Regions from separate parts of the Zea mays genome. Here region 1 is linked to region 2. Evidence: chromatin contacts called from public Hi-C data. All regions are on one chromosome and are shown on one strand. The core of a region is the stretch at or near the end of the contact, and the rest is flanking DNA. Distances in the headings are between cores, read along the strand shown.

Region 1 (3,604 bases), core at 930-3,429, 620 kb before region 2:
AAATGAATATGAGCAGATACTTTCCACCTACCTCTTTCAGCTTGGCCACATTAAAACAAAGAAGAAGCAGATAAATGCCATTTACTGTCATACTACCATGGTCACCTGAAAACTACTAGACCAAGGTACCACTTGCGATAAATGATCAAAACCATAGCAGCGTGGAGCAATGTCATGGCGAAGCAGTCATTGAAAAGACGGAGAACAAAGATGGAGTGAACCCTCTTGGACAAACAAAGCAAACCTAAAGCCCACCATGGAAGCTGTCATTGTTATTGAGAGATAGGAAGGAATCAGAAACAAAATAGGTATGTGGATACAAAAACAACAAAGAACAAAGAATGTAATCGAAACTTGGCCACACAGATGTTTTACAAGCTTAATTGAAGAAACTCAAGAAAGTTTGAATCGCCATAACAGCCTACCAAACTACCAATTACTGAATTATCCTTGCAGTCTTGCGGAAGTGAAGAAACGATTGTTTTAGACAAGAATAGCCAACACTACAGATATTATATCTTAGTCAAACTAAACAATGATTTGTTTCTAGATGAGTCGTCATGACATAATATCAATCAGTTTGTCAAAATTATCCTTGCTGAACTAAACAAAGGACTAAGAGCAACTCCAACAGGAGCCCTAAACACTGAAACAAATTGAAATATAAGGCTTAAACAAGAGAGGGGAGCTCCAACAGGAGCCTCATTTTAATAAAATTCATGTAAATGTTTTAGGGCTCAAGCTAAAGAGTGGCATATTTGGGACTCAAAACGTGCGGCCCAATACTGTTCGCGGTCTTTCCAACCTCCGCTGGACATTTCACGGAGACAACTTCCTCGCCGCCACCGATCCAGACCCACACGCCCGCCCCAATCTCATCGCTAGGTCACCCCATTCGTTTCTCGGCGACGAGCCGATGAAGAAGACGATCGTCCCCTCTCCATCTCGCCTTCTCTCCATCATCCTGCCTCCCCGTGGTTCGTCTCCCAGCTCCTCTCTTGATTTGCTAGGCTCTTGTCTGTTGTCTCACATCTCCCCTCCTCTTGATATGCTAGGTGCTTGATAGATCAAAGGCCGCCGTCCCCACGGTCGCAGCCGCTAGCGAGGGCTCAACAATTTTCTGGAAGCAATCGGAAAAAAGGGCGGGAATGGTGTTCAGAGTGGGAGGGAAATAGAGGGGGCTACGTACACGAACATGAGGTAGTTGCAAACGTAAGCTATTTTAGGGTCTATGATTGGAATCGATAATTGAATTTGGGCCCTAAACAAATAGAAACGGGTAGTAAATTAAATTATAAGGCTTAACTATAAGGCTCATGGTTGGAGTTGCTCTAAGGAAAAGACAGTTTTAGATGTGAATCCCTGAACTATAGCAGAACCAGAGGTTAGAAAAGAGTGATCAATTGCACAACTATATACCACTTCAGTCTTGACGTAAAGCAGAAGAGTGAGGCTCAAGTTGACAATGTACAAGACGCCAAACAAAATCTGCAGACAAACTCATCAGTCTTAAAACACTGCCAGACATCTGACCATGATGAGGTGGGAGGAAGCAACAGAAGAAACGAGTTCGTGCTGATAAACAGATTTGGCTGAGCCGTGACCTGAGCAGGGAAGACGCGGCCTCCCGTAAGGAACTTAACGGCGGAGTAGACGTAGAGGAATCCGGCCGGGTAGACCAATGGCCCTGTGTCTCCCTCGATCTTGGTGTAGTCCCTCTCCCCCTCCAGAAAAGCGTCCACCTAGCGCAGGAAGCACACACCAGCAGCCGCCAACCAAGATCACACCACCATCCCAAATTCGAAACTCTTGAACCAAAACAGCGGGGAAACGATAAAAAAAAAGGCTCCCCAATTGCGCTAGCACCTGGGACATGTAGGCGTCCCAGTCGATCTTGGTATCTGCAATCAGAAGCAACAACAGACCCGCTTAGCGGCGACGCAGAGACAAGGAGAGCTGAGCAATGAGGCTTCGCGCTCGGAGCTACAGACACGGGACGAAGGCGACGATGAGGGCGACGAGCGCGGCGTCGGCCAGCACCAGGAAGGCGGCGAAGTAGAGCGCCCTCCGGTGGTCCGTCGACCTGCCTGGCGTCTCCGTCGAAGCCGTCGCCAACGCCGTGCTACCGGAGCGTATCTTCTCCGCCCGCGCCATCCTTGGCGGCGAGCCACCACCGGGCGGCAGATCCAAGAGGCAGGAGCGAGCAACTCCACCGGCCGGCGGCGACGACCCCCCAACCCACCCACCAGTTCGTTTGTTCTCTCAACTGCCGAAGTGTGCGCCCCGGTGAGTTAGGCGGGCCGAGATGGGAGGTGGGCCTTTACCAACACGGCCCCCAGTCTGAATAATGGGCCTACCCTACCCGAAGCGTGAGAGCAATCGCGGCTCACTTGTACCAGCAAAGGACTTTGGGCTACGAGGCCTGCGATCGGACTTTCGTCGTCGTCGTCGTCTCACTCGGCGGGCGGTCGCCGTCTCCGTCGAGCGCGCGTCATCCTCCACTGCACGGCCACGACAGCGTTTCGGTCGATTCCACCCGCGCCCCGCCGCTCTCGCCTTGAATTGGCAGCCAACCACCAACGAATTCTTTATATTCCCATCCCATGGCTCACCGGGGCTTCGTCCTCTTTATCGCCGGCCCCGTTCGCGGAAAGCAAAGATCCACTATCGCGACGAAAGCGCCGCCGGACTCATTTCAGATCACAGCATGGCCGACGAGGCGGGCTGACCTGACGCTCCGAGCACACGAGAGGGCATGCCGCACGCCTGGTGGGATGCGTCCTTCTCTTCTCCCGTTAGTCCTTTTTTCTTTCAGAGAAATGAATATGATGTCCCCTGGCCTTATTCCCCATCTTGCGAATTGAATTCTCGAGCACTATGATGTGCCTGATCTTCGACCGTTTATCTCCCTCGTCCCCGCCCCCGCGTCAAGCGTGTATGTATTCCTGAGCTCACCTCACCGGTGACGCTACTTTCTGGATCGGAGGAAAAAAGGAACATGTGCCCGATCCAACAGGGTCAAGCTGCCGACGACATGGACACGAGTACACGACCAACTGCCAAGGTCGGACGAAGAAAGAAAAGCCGCCACGCAACAAGTCCAATTGTGCTTGTGCACTGCGGGCCCTGCCAACCTGCCTCGCGTCGTCTCACTGGCTCACTACTCGACGTGCTCGTATTGGTATAATCCCAGAGCCACAGGCACGAACGAGTACGGGATCCCGGGAAGATTCACGCCCGGCGCCACCTTTCCGTAGCGCCACGAGGCCACGACCACGAGTATTTTAAGCGTGGCCGGCGACCGTTCCGCGGGAAGACCGCGCAAGATGATGCAGGGCGCGGCGGCGGGGGGGACCTCTGTCTCCGGAGCCTCTTGGGCTCGGGCCACGCGCGGCCGCGCGGCCGTCCTCGCCTCGCGCCACGTCGGCGTGGGCGCCTCCTCCTCCGACTACTACTACAACCACTTCGGGCCCCGCGGCGCCACCGCCGCCCCGCTCCTCCGCGCCCGCGGGGGCGGGCGGCTCAGGCCTCTGCCGCTGCTGTCCGGCAGCGGAAAGAATGGGGAGGTCGCCAAGGCCGCGGCGGCGGCGGCATCGGTGCCGGC
Region 2 (4,028 bases), core at 1,304-3,803:
GTGAGTGTTGGTTGTCTCTCTCGGCTGACCCTCCCCCTTCTATAGGCCAAGGTGGGGGTCATCTACTGGTAGCTTCTTAAAGAAGGAGCTACTACATCGTGGTAAAACGGAGCATTCTACCTCGGTAAAGTCAGGCTTGTCGGCATGTGCCTCGGCTGTCTAGGCTTCTCTGGTCGCACTGTTTAAGACTAGTGGTGTGGGTGGCGAAGAGCTCTGGCACCATTATTATCGCCTCTGCACCACGCCGACCCTTGGCCTCCATAGCCTAGGTCTCATGCTCTCAGCATGCTCATCATCTTGCGGATCCTATAGACAGCCAGTGCACCCAGGCCTAGGTTTGATAGGTCATGAGTGGCCGTAGGTCTAAGGACCCATAGTTCATGAGTGGGAAGAGGATCGACTCTCCCATGGTGGCTCAGTGCAAGGAGTAGCTAATGTGGTCGGTCACTTACGACGGTTTAGTCTTAGATAAGGCGCGGAATCCACACTAGTGGCTTCCCCTCAATTCTCTCGCCCCCTTTGGCTCTGCCTCGCTCGATCCTAGGCTCGGGGCCTCGGGACTATCTGGGGGTGGGTGCTACCGGGGTAGACCTTTCCCTTGTCCTTTTGCTGACTAGTGGGCCCCAGGGGCCTAGGGATCTTTTCTCCGACAGCTCTTCTCAGCTTTACCAACCTTGACTTCTTGCAAGCCATCTTCTTCACCCTTGTCTTTAGGTACCTCGGTCTTCTTGACCTTCTCCTGCGCACTCAGTTCCTCGAAGTTCTTGCCTTCGTCCCCAGTTCGATCGGTCGTCTCCAAGTTATGCACATTGAGTTCCACATAGTCATTGACCATCCTTCAACTTTACTTGTGATGTCCATAGACCATAGTCATCTCAACTTGTGTGGATCATCACATCTGTGTCCATGTGTTGAACTTCTTAGTCTTTTCACTTAGCACCTACTCAATACATAACACCCTGGTTATACCTTTAATTGTGGTGTCATCCAAAACACCAAAACCCACAAGGGAGCTTTCAACTATGCCAACCATATTGGCTTTGGTTGCCGCTTTGGCTAGCCCGTTGAAGCCATCCTAAGTAATCCATAATGGGTCACATAATGATAGTACAAATAAGCAACAGATAAAACACAAAATCTAGAATATATGTCAATTCAATGCGCATTTGTACAACAAACGTGATAAAAACATGATTTGGTACAAAATAAGTATATAATCAGACACAATTATTCACTTTGCCTTTGCTTGTCATATTATCTACTTATTCGTCTATTTTTTCGAACTGTAAGATAATGTTTGGATCAGGAATGGTAACACGGGCACGAACATAACTAGAATAGGATGGTAACGTTAATAAAGGATCGGAATACAGACTTTGTATGTTTCACTTTTGGTAACATTAATGGGCAAAGCTAGAAGCAATCTTTAGAGAGAATACATTGTCAATTCTCTGGTGTGCTAGAGATTCTAGATCACATCGATGGCTTCCCATGCATGGGCGGAGAGGCATTCAAAGGTTGTGATTGCAATCGGATTTGGGGTAGGAGAAAGGGTTGTGTGAGAGAGATTGGGATGAGCGAGCAAGTAGATAATTGTAACCTATAGGACATCGCCAGCATGGAATGGAGGCATAGAGCAACGAGCGAGCTAACCGCCGACACATTGGTGGAGTTGCTCCCGGTACTCCACCAACGAAGTTGGAGCCGTAGGGTCGAGGCCACAGGCGAAGGATGAGCCGTCGGGCGCAGGTTCGAGGGGAGACGAAGACAAATCAAGATCTGATTACACTCTGGAGAGAACGGTAATCATTAAACCATTCATGATTTATAGGGTAACACTATTCGTCACCCTAGTGGAATGATTACCCACTTGAAATAACTTAACAAACACGATTTTTGTTAAGCCATTTCAAGGTGCTATCACCTAGAGAGCATCACAGAAAATTAAGGTATTTAATATTCAAACGATCACGAATACATTTACTATCATTTTTATCTTTCTTTTTTTCTTTCTATCTTGTTGTTCATCACTTATTCCAAGGATATTTGGTGACGTTCTGGATGGATTTGTTGATTTTGAGACAACCTCTATATGCGCTCCTTCGGTGGATCTTTCTAAGACTTGTTTGGATTGGTTTTATCGGTTTGCTACGTTTCTCGATGTGTCTAAGATTGTGGTGACTATGAATGTGTGCTGTGTGTGATTCGGACCTCTTCCCATGTTAACAATGGGTTTTAACTTTTAACTAGAGTAGGCAGGCTGAAAAACGTGCACAAAATATATGTGCATGTGCGTGACATGGACTGGCTGGCTCCTCGACCGCGTGAAGTAGATGCCATCGATTAGCGGGGCAGTGGGCGTGGCTGCCTGCCCGTGATGTGTGTGTATCACACGGTGAGCATTCGAGCTGCTCCACATGGTCCGCATTCGAGCTGGCCGCATGGTGCGGCAACCGGCACTTCGCCACTGCTCCACATCGAGCTCAAGGCTGGGTATCGCTGTCGGCGCCCCCCACACGGCGTACGCTCTTTATAAGAGCCCCCGGCCGCGCGCCGCGGCAACCTCCACAACGCACAACAGCATATGCATAGCTAGCTCTAGTGCTGCATCCTCTCCGTCTCCAGCGTCATCGTCCCTTTCCTTCGTTCACCTCCAGCTAGCAGCCACACGCACCACCGTCCCGTCGCGTCTCCGGCCTAGCTCGCCAGCCACCTCCGCACGTCGTCCATCTCCCTTCATATATTCAGCAAGCAAAGACAGCTTCTGACGCGTCGTCGTCCCGGCTCGATCTGCATTGTGCGGCGGCGCGGTGAATAGTAGAATTAAACCGCCGGCGGAACAATAAGCAAACGACTAAGCAGCTACAGGCCAGGCCAACAGCACGCCCATCGAAGACGACTAGAACGTTCGTTCGTCGGAACAAGATATGGTGAGCAGCAAGGGCGTCGAGCCGGTGCAGCACGCCGCCGCCGCCGCCGCCGCCGCCGGGTCGTTGCCGCTGGCGGCGCTGAACCACATCTCCGTGGTGTGCCGGTGCCTCGAGAGCTCCCTCCGCTTCTACCGCGACGTCCTCGGCTTCGCCCCCATCCGCCGCCCGGGCTCCTTCGACTTCGACGGCGCATGGTACGGCATTCGACTGCACACAGCTATATCACTGACGATGCCTTTATTGTCAAGCTAGCTAACAATCATGTAATCATACTGCATGACCTGCATGTTCAACAACTCATTCTACTGCGCAGGCTGTTCAACTACGGCATAGGCATTCATCTCCTGCAAGCCGAGGATCCGGCGAGCATGCCCCCCAAGAAGACGGAGATCAACCCCAAGGACAACCACGTCTCCTTTCAGGTATGCAGGAGTGCTTGCCACACCACGTCTTCAAGCTAGATCCAGATCGTTTGCTGTCCTGCAATAGTGCCTACCCATCCACACCGACTAGTCGTGTATCTATATAAATACTAATCAGTTACCCTATATAAGCAAATTCAACTCCTTCTATCAACTTAAGTTTTTGAATTAAATTGATTAGTGCGTGTAACTTAATATGATATCAGAACTATAAATCTCGAGTTTAAATTCTAGTTACCACAATTAAATAAAATAATTGTTGCTCGCTGCTATATTCCACGTCAGAGACCTAAAAAAGACTCGACGTGAGAGGAAAGTGTTAGAATATAATATAAATGAATTATCCAACTCCTCCAATTAGTTTAAACTTTTAGCTTTAACTGATTAGTGTATGTAACTTAATATATATCATATGAGTAGACTTTTTTTAATAAAATACAAAAATATGTATATTGTGTTGCTTAGGTGGATGTGAATATGGAGCCACGCAGCTATCAACCAAGATCTGAAGCCCTTATTTTGTGCATAATTTTATCTTATTTTGTATAAAGTGAGAAGGGTGATAAATACACATCGACCGATTTAACCATAAAACTGATGTTTTATATAATAGAGAAATATTTAAAAGATTAGAACATTGGTAATAACGAATAATGTACCGGACAAAATTACAGTG

Evidence for each region. A called contact is a pair of places that touch in the nucleus more often than the background predicts.
Region 1: a contact with region 2 is called in a Hi-C map of tassel, with 2.8 times the contacts expected there. The contact joins the promoter of LOC100276684 here to the promoter of LOC103649687 in region 2. A contact is called at or near these places in 3 of 25 Hi-C or Micro-C datasets (ear, leaf and tassel).

Annotation. Positions count from the first base shown.
Region 1 is chr3:12,250,227-12,253,830 of Zm-B73-REFERENCE-NAM-5.0, reverse strand. LOC100276684 (Dol-P-Man:Man(5)GlcNAc(2)-PP-Dol alpha-13-mannosyltransferase) reads right to left here and starts at 2,179. Exons shown (of 13, transcript NM_001150411.2): 1 at 1,992-2,179; 2 at 1,867-1,901; 3 at 1,605-1,742; 4 at 1,420-1,488; 5 at 106-263. The coding sequence starts at 2,154. LOC103649694 (phosphoenolpyruvate/phosphate translocator 3, chloroplastic) reads left to right here and starts at 2,444. Exons shown (of 9, transcript XM_008675425.4): 1 at 2,444-3,604. The coding sequence starts at 3,327.
Region 2 is chr3:11,628,085-11,632,112 of Zm-B73-REFERENCE-NAM-5.0, reverse strand. LOC103649687 reads left to right here and starts at 2,553. Exons shown (of 3, transcript XM_008675419.3): 1 at 2,553-3,124; 2 at 3,244-3,352. The coding sequence starts at 2,928.